2 separate regions of the Pan troglodytes genome follow, and region 2 is linked to region 1. Evidence: chromatin contacts called from public capture Hi-C data. All regions are on one chromosome and are shown on one strand. The core of a region is the stretch at or near the end of the contact, and the rest is flanking DNA. Distances in the headings are between cores, read along the strand shown. Region 1 overlaps LOC107971532 (a long non-coding RNA gene). Region 2 has its middle 8.6 kb from the start of MYCNOS.

Region 1 (3,943 bases), core at 682-3,181:
CCTGTTATTTTTTCAATTTATGCAACACCTATTACCGGGTGCCAGGCACTCAGTAAACTGCTTTTAATTTTCACAACAACCTTGCAAAGGCAGCCCCCTTAGTTCCATTTTATAGATGAGGAGATGGAGCTGGTGTTGTTAAGTCACTTGTTAGGAGCATTCAGAGGTGGGTAGTGAAGTCGGATTCAAGCCCAGGTTTGGGTTGTGAGGCCTGTGATCAGCCCATTGTGCCTCGAATTTTATTCATTCATCTATCCATCTATCCACCCACCCACCCCACCCATCCATCCATCCATCCATCCATCCATCCATCCATCCTCTCTTCAGTGCCAGGGTATGTTCTAGGAGTGGGAGGATCTGGAATAAGATATTTCCTTTTTCTTCAAGGGGCTCACAGGCACATTGAACAATAATGGGATGGTGAGACAGTCCTGACTTGGGGCTGTGGGCAAAATGAGCGTAGAAGTGAAGACACTATTCTTTCCTGGGGTTGTTGCGGGAGGCTGGTAGTTTCAGCGGGAGAGTGTGGCAGAGCTCCCAGCCCTATATGTATACAGGGGGCCATTGGTGGCATTGGAGGAGGGGCTGCCCAGGTGGAGTGGGGACCCCAGAGGCAGCAAGGACATTGCAAGAAGAGGGAAGAGTATGTGCAGAGGCTGTTTGGAGAGCTGGTCACTGGGCTGGGGTGGGTGTGCAGAGCCTGTGCTCAGGGATGAGGTGGATGAGGCTGGAAATGCAGGCAAAGGAAAGAGCTGGAAGGCTGTGCTGAGTGTCCTGGACTCAGCCATCATCCTGGGGATCACCTGGGGCTTTTGTTGTGGGCCAAGACAAGGGTGAGGCAAGTGAGACACTCATTTTAGGTGCAAATTTTAAGGAGAAGCCAAAAAAACTCAGTTACAAGATAAATGATAACAAAAATCAGTGCAAAAATGTCCATGATGAGCAATGGAGCGAAGAAACTTTGAAATGAGGATAGGAGTTGACCCTGCACTTGGATGGCTCACCTTGCTCATCTCAACCAAAACCTGGCCCTGCTTTTGTTAAAGACCCAGATTCCTGGTTCTCCCCATGGACCTGCTAGCTCAGGCTCTGCAGAGGAGAGGCCCTGTTATTTCCTAGTGCCCCGGGTGATCCTCACAGTGGTGTTTCTTCTTTCTAAACTGGTTCGTGGTTAACAACACCTATGGACACTCAGTAAAAACAGAGATTCTTGAGTCACTCCCAGACCTTTTGCATCTGAATCTGCCATAAAGCAGCCCAGAAGGCTGGAGATTGAGCACGGGCCTAGGGAGCTTCACACTGTCTGGGCAAGAGGGCAGGCAGTGGGGAATGAAGAGGAGGCTTTTAGGCCAATGGGTCTTGCTTTGATTGGCCCATATATGGGTGCCATTCTGGCTGAGTTTTCCCACTTTTCAATTTCCAAATGGGAAAATGTCCTTGTTGTTAAAGACTGTACACTACACCCCTACAGTAGGTATTCTAAGAGACTGCTTACACAGAAAGCCCCAACTCCTGGCTCAACTTTCAAGGCCTTGCACGTGTGGCCCTCCCTCTCTCTCCAACAGGCTGTCAGCCCAGGACCTCATCATTGTCTCCATCAGGGCTTCCTGCTTGAAGCCTCTTCCCAGGCAGGTCCCCCTGCTAAAGCACCTCGCCATCTCCCCTCTACTACTCTCAATGCTGCTCCATCCTTAAGGCTCAGCTGGGCCCTTCCTCCCCAGGAAGCCCCTCCACCCCCCAGAATGCCACTGCCATGGCGACTGTTCTGTCTTCTGAAGTCTCCACCTCTCCCTCTGGCAAGAACAGTTCTGTCTCTGCTTTCACATGTTCTTGTGTCTTTGTCCTACCCTCGAAGCTTCCTCTGGTTCTTCTGCCTTCCAGGGGTGCTCCTCTAGAAGCAGCGGGGCACTCCCCAAGTTTCATGGCTGCAGAGTCCGAAAACTTGGCTCGAAGTCTTGGCTCCACCTCTTCTGGTGACCTTGGACACATCCTCTGCCCTTTGGTTTCTTGGCACAAGATCTAGCTACCTCAGTGGGGATGTGAGAGCCGGAGGAGATGGTGTCACTTGCAGGGGGAAGTGCATGATGCTAATGAGGTCATTACCATTCCTAAGTTAGAAGCCCTCAAGCATTTGCCGAGGGTAGTGCGGGCATCTCAGGACTCCATCTTCCCCTCCTCGTGGACAGCAGTTCCGGGAGCCCCAACTCACTGGCTGGGGACTTGCCTCCCAAACCAGCACCTTGTCCTCTTCAGCAGGAGGTCGAGGGGGTGATTCTAGCCATCCATTCTTTCCACGCATAGGGCAAACTTAGGGTGGAAATGTTTTGAAAGGGCTTGTTGATAGCTTACTTTATTCTACAATAAGAGATTTTACAAAGATTCAAAGGGAGGTAGAGAAAGTTCATTTTAAAATGTCTTTGATTCAGTTTTTAGGATTCCAGGAGCTTCTGGAAAGCAGGCTTTTATGGAAGGGCACTTGGAAGGAGGTGTGTGTTTTAAATTGCTCTGCAACATGAACATTTTTCAAAGAGACACAGTTCTCTCTTCAAGTGCCACACTAGGAGAAACAAATGCTGTCTGAGTCAGGTGCTCTGTCCTGGCGGCATGGGAGGTGCTGGGAGGCCCAGGATGGAATCGGGGAGCCGGGACCCAGATCCGATCCTCTTGTGTGTTCTGGTACCGGATGCTGGTGTTGGCTGAACAGACCCTGCTCGTGGTTTCATCTCGGTAAAGACAGAGTAAGGGGGGCTTGTTTCTTTGTGTAGAGAGCCTGCTGGTGAGTACGAATGGAAAACTCAATTATCAGTAAGGTTAGGGGCAGGGTGAGAGGTCAGAGCCGAATGCCCGCGCTTCCTCTGGGTGCTGAGAGAGCTGCTCCTGTCTGCACTGCTTGGGAGGAGGATGCATTGATCAGGGTCAAAGGTTGTGTGTCATCAAAGGCGGTCCAGGAATAAAGGGAGCCCTTCCTTCCCAGGGATTCTAGGATGGCCTGTGGAAACCCAAGGCAATTCATGCTCAGATGTGCCTCATACCCAACAAGTCTAGAATTCTTATTACAAAATTCACAAGAGAATGTTGCTTTATCTTAGGATAGCTTTCAAAGACTTAGGACTTGAAGGTGGAGAGTTTGGAAACCCTCTCCACCTATCCTCCTCAGCCAAGAATTCTCCCCCTCTGGGGCAGAGGCTACACATGTCTTCCTTTTTTGAGAAAAAAAACAAAAACAAAAACAAAAAACAAAAACAAAACAGTTCATTAAAAAGTTCTTTGTATAAGTCTGGACACCCCAAAGATAGGACCCTAGCTGCCCTTGTTTCACACTTATCTTTTCCCATGGGAATATTTCCTTTGTAGATAAGAAAAAACCACACACACAGTAACTTGAGAATTGGAAGTTAAATTTGAACAATAACATGGCTAAAGGATTGTGTAGAGAAACCATAAAGATGGGAAGAAAAAAAGAAAGACGATCTACCAAAAGACAGAGAGGTAAAAAGAAAGACAGAAATTTAGAGGGAAGGAAAGGAAGTTTATGTGTGAACCCAGAAGAAAAAAAAATGCCACACGGGCAGATGCAGCCAACTATCATCTGCTGATTTAAAATATGACAAACATTCCCAATTGCAAGATTCGGAACTAGAGGGGAGAAAGGAGTTTTCCAGCAGATATATATATTTTTCTATAATCATTTCTTGTTTTTTACAGTGAAGTGTAAAAAATGAACAAGGAGGCCCAATGATGCATCTGCTTAACTTTTCAGTTGTCAATGCAAATTAAGCACAAAGAGGACAGTGTTGATGACATATCAGGAATATTTTTTACTTCCGGAGCAGGTCTGAGTCCCAGCGGAAGACTGAGGCCGACTGAGCCAGAGGCACCACTTCAATAGGTCACTGGTCTCTGCAGGGAAAGGAAAAGGTGTGAGAGTTCTCCCTGCATAGAT
Region 2 (3,943 bases), core at 714-3,213, 130 kb before region 1:
CTGACCTTGTGATCCACCTACCTCGACCTCCCAAAGTTCTGGAATTGCAGGCGTGAACCACCATGCCCAGCCGCTTTGGTCATTTTATAAAGGCAAGTAGGAGTTTAGAACTCAGTCCTCCTTATCCTGCTTATCGCACACCCTTGAGATACGAGGTTGGTGATACTACCATGGACATCTTTCTGATGGTCTCGCCATGTAGAAAATAAGATAAAATGCCCTTTAATTCTCCTAGTCCCCATCCCCAGACTAAAAAATAATGCACCCTTTCTTTTTGAATTGTCATTCAAAAAACTTCTGTTCATTTGCATTTTACAGGCCCCAAATCACTCACGGCCTCTGCCCCTCTGTGTGTGCAAGAGCCAAAAGAAAGTTAAGCAACCTCACATTGTGTACCTAAGATTCTTGAAGCCCAGCTCAGTCATCCCAGTTTCTCTATTTGTGATTCCCATAAGGAACCTACCTGAGTGTGTCCAATGAAATGGAATGCTTAACCGTGAAGAAAGAAAACTGTTCATATGTATGAGGCCACTAAACTACAATTCCTACTATGCTCTCTTTTTGCTCGGGCTGCTGGGAAGCTCAGAGCCAAATTCCACCCCCTCTAACATCTCCAGTGGTCATTCTCTTCTAAATGTTTACAGTTTCTTGTTTTCCATTGTTAGGTTAGTCATTTTTTTAATGTATATAATGTAGTATATAACATGAAACATTTTTGCATTAGGTGGACCACAAATATGCACCTAAAGGATTAAAACTAAGTGAAAAAATCCCATATTTGCCTTTTCTGACCTAGCTGAGGGAATGTCACCAAATTTAGCTCTGCAATTATCTATAAAGTAATTGCTGTAGTCACAGAAGAATTGAACTAGTTGTTTCAATAACATGAGAAACCATCTCTGCATTCCAAGAGCAGTTTTGAGACCGGGAAAGAGCTCTACATCATTTAGATCAATAAATGATAGAGCTGAGACGAAGCACAGAGATCATCTCATTGAAATTCATTTCACAGAATGAGGGTGCGGGATCCCACCTGGAATTAATGGCTTAACCCAGGGAGACTAGAGCCGGTGTCTCCTGTGACCCGCCCAGTGCCCTTCCCATAACATTCACTTTCTCATTGCCCACACTGTAGCCTCCCCACCTCCTGGCCTGCCCGTCCACCTACATCATGCTTCCATATTAACCCTTCTAAACCACCTACTCTTTATGCAAACTTCCAACAGTTCCCTACTATTTACAGAATCGAGTCCCAACTCTCCAGCCCCCCACAGAGGCACTTCTACCCGGTCCCACCAGCTCCATTGCCCATGGCCCTCCATGTGCTGGCCTCTGGCTGTTTCTCATCCGTGACTTGTTTCACCACATCCCTCCTTCTAGGTTACCCAGATTCCATTAATTGAAATCCTTCTCAATCTTGCACCCCCAGGTAGGCCTTTCCCAGCCCTTGGCCTCTGTGCACTTATCTTCTAGCTACCTTATGCACCTCCTGGACCCCCTAAACTGTGGGCTCCCTTAAGGCAGATAGGGCTCTCATTTGCCTCTGATTCTGAGCACCTGCCCTGTGACTGACAGGTGACAGAGCCTTAGCAGATGCCAGCAGTATAGACGGTAACAGGAAGGAGCCAGGAGATGATTTCCATTATGGGTGGGTCTCCCACCAACTCCAGTTCACAAGCTCTCAGGCTAATTCAGATGGGAAAAGACATCCCTTAGACATCAATGAGTGTCTGGTACTGACTATGCTGGCAGTTCTGAGGAAGTGAAGATAAAATGCTCATAGAGGACTGTCTACAAGGAACCCACAGTCTGCAAGAGAGTTAAAGCCCTGGGGGTCGTATAGAAGGCAAGAAGAGAAACCAAGAGGCACTGGGGTTGAGGGGCTGATGAATGAAAGCATATGAGGGGCCTAGTGGCTGAGTTTGGGGCTATCTGAAGGAGGAAGCTGGTCCTCTGCCTGGGTTCACTGAGCCTATGCCTGGCCTGGCCTGTGGCAGCTCAGACCCTTGCCTCAGGCCACAGATGGTCTACACTCGTAGTGAAAAAGGTTGCAATGCCTCCCACCCCTGTGTAGCACTGCAGAGCTTCCCAAGTTTTTGTATGCTTGAGTCTCAAAAATCCTTGAGGATTTTTGATCAGTTTATCACATTCCCACATTATAAGTGAGGGAATCTGGTCTTCTGAGTTTTAGTTTCATTAATCCCTATGGTGGCTATGTTTTGAAATTCTGATGTGAGTTGTTTTCGAAATCAGAGGTTGTTTGACTTGGAAGAGGCATAGAAGCCAACTAGTTTACTCTCCCATTTCAGGGGAGGCACCTGCAGTCTGCTTGTGAGAATTTTATTTTTCCTTTATTTTATTTTTCTTTTTTTGCAACAGGGTCCTGCCATGTTGCCTAGCCTGGCGTGGAGTGGCTAATCTCAGGCACAGTGCCACTGCTGATCAGCACAGGAGTTTTGACCTGCTCCATTTCTGACCTGGGCCAGCCAGTTCATACTTCCTTAGGAAACCTGGTGGTCCCCTACTCCCAGGAGTTGCCATATTGATGCTAAACTTAGTGTGGACATCCAGTAGGCATAGGGTGCTACAGCTCAGAACTTCTGGACTCAAGTGATCCTCCTGCATCAGCTTCCTGGGTAACTCGGACAACAGGTGCACACACACTGCCATGCCTGGAAGCGTTCTTTTTTCTTTTTTTCTTTCCCTCTTTCCCATTCTCTCTCTCAACAAATATTTATTTAGCAGTTACCATGTATCAAGCACTGTTCTAAGTGCTTGGGAGACATCAATGAACAAAAAAGACAAAACTCTCCCAAATCTTCTCTGCTTTCTTGAAGTTTATAGTCTAAGAGAGAGTGACAGCTGTACAAATAAACATAATAAGCAAATAAATTAAACAGCATCTAATATGGTGGCAAATGCCGTAAAAAATAAGTAGAAAGGCTAGAGGAATTCAGGGATGCCAACAGCGGAGGTAGGAGGCTCAGGGAAGGCGCATCTGGTCCTGGGAGCTGAGGGGCAGGGCCTGTGGGGAGAGCGTCCTGCCCTGGGCACTCTTGTGCTTTCTCAGAAACCAGATCTCAGGCCTCAAGCTTCTCGGTTCAGTGCTTAACTTCCCTTATCTCTGGCTGGGCGTGGTGGCTCACGCCTGTAATCCCAGCACTTTGGGAAGCCAAGGCAAGTGGATCGCAAGGTCAGGGGTTTGAGATCAGCCTGACCAACATGGTGAAACCCCATCTCTACTAAAAATACAAAAATTAGCTGGGCATGGTGGCTGGTGCCTGTAATCCCAGCTACTCAGGAGGCTGAGGCAGGAGAATTGCTTGAACCTGGGTGACGGAGGTTGTAGTGAGCCGAGATCACACCACTGCGCTCCAGCCTGGGTGACAGAGCGAGACTCAGTCTCAAAAAATAATAATAAAAAATAAAAAATCTTCCCTTATCTCCCTCTGGACATTGGTAAATGTACCCCACCAATTTCCATTCATTGTCTTGAGGAGAAACCATTGAGCATAGTAATTAAGAGTATGAATCTGGGCTGGGCATGGTGGCTCATGCCTGTAATCCCAGTACTTTGGGAGGCCAAGGCAGGTGGATCACCTGAGGTCAGGAGTTCAAGACCAGCCTGACCAACATGATGAAACTCCATCTCTACTAAAAATACAAAAAAATTAGCCAGGTGTGGTTGCAGGCACCTGTAATCCCAGCTACTCGGGAGGCTAAGGCAGGAGAATTGCTTAAACCCAGGAGGCAGAGGTTGCAGTAAGCCAAGAGCGCACCATTTCACTGCAGCCTGGGTGACAGAGCAAAACTCCGTCTCAAAAAAAAGGGTATGAATCTGAAGTTAAGACTCCCTGGGTTTGGCCGGGTGCGGTGGCTCACGCCTGTAATCTCAGCACTTTGGGAGGCTGAGGCGGGGAGATCACCTGAGGTTGGGAGTTCA

The links. Capture Hi-C pulls out chosen DNA fragments and counts their contacts.
Region 2: a capture Hi-C map of stem cell-derived neural stem cells shows a contact between it and region 1, with 2.3 times the contacts expected there. The contact joins two enhancer-like sites. A contact is called at or near these places in 1 of 7 Hi-C or Micro-C datasets (stem cell-derived neural progenitor cells), 1 of 1 datasets of contacts at active chromatin or transcription factors (stem cell-derived excitatory neurons) and 1 of 1 other capture datasets (stem cell-derived neural stem cells).

The regions. Positions count from the first base shown.
Region 1 is chr12:106,789,884-106,793,826 of NHGRI_mPanTro3-v2.0_pri, reverse strand. LOC107971532 (a long non-coding RNA gene) reads left to right here. Exons shown (of 4, transcript XR_001714469.1): 4 at 3,706-3,943. Among named protein-coding and RNA genes, the nearest start is that of MYCNOS, 140 kb to the left of the region's middle. Within about 2 kb of position 1,931, at least 2 of the 24 cell types and tissues checked have an H3K27ac peak or open chromatin away from gene starts, as enhancers often do. A contact at or near this core is called in stem cell-derived neural stem cells, where this site is marked.
Region 2 is chr12:106,923,566-106,927,508 of NHGRI_mPanTro3-v2.0_pri, reverse strand. No RefSeq gene overlaps it. Among named protein-coding and RNA genes, the nearest start is that of MYCNOS, 8.6 kb to the left of the region's middle. Within about 2 kb of position 1,963, at least 1 of the 24 cell types and tissues checked has an H3K27ac peak or open chromatin away from gene starts, as enhancers often do. A contact at or near this core is called in stem cell-derived neural stem cells, where this site is marked.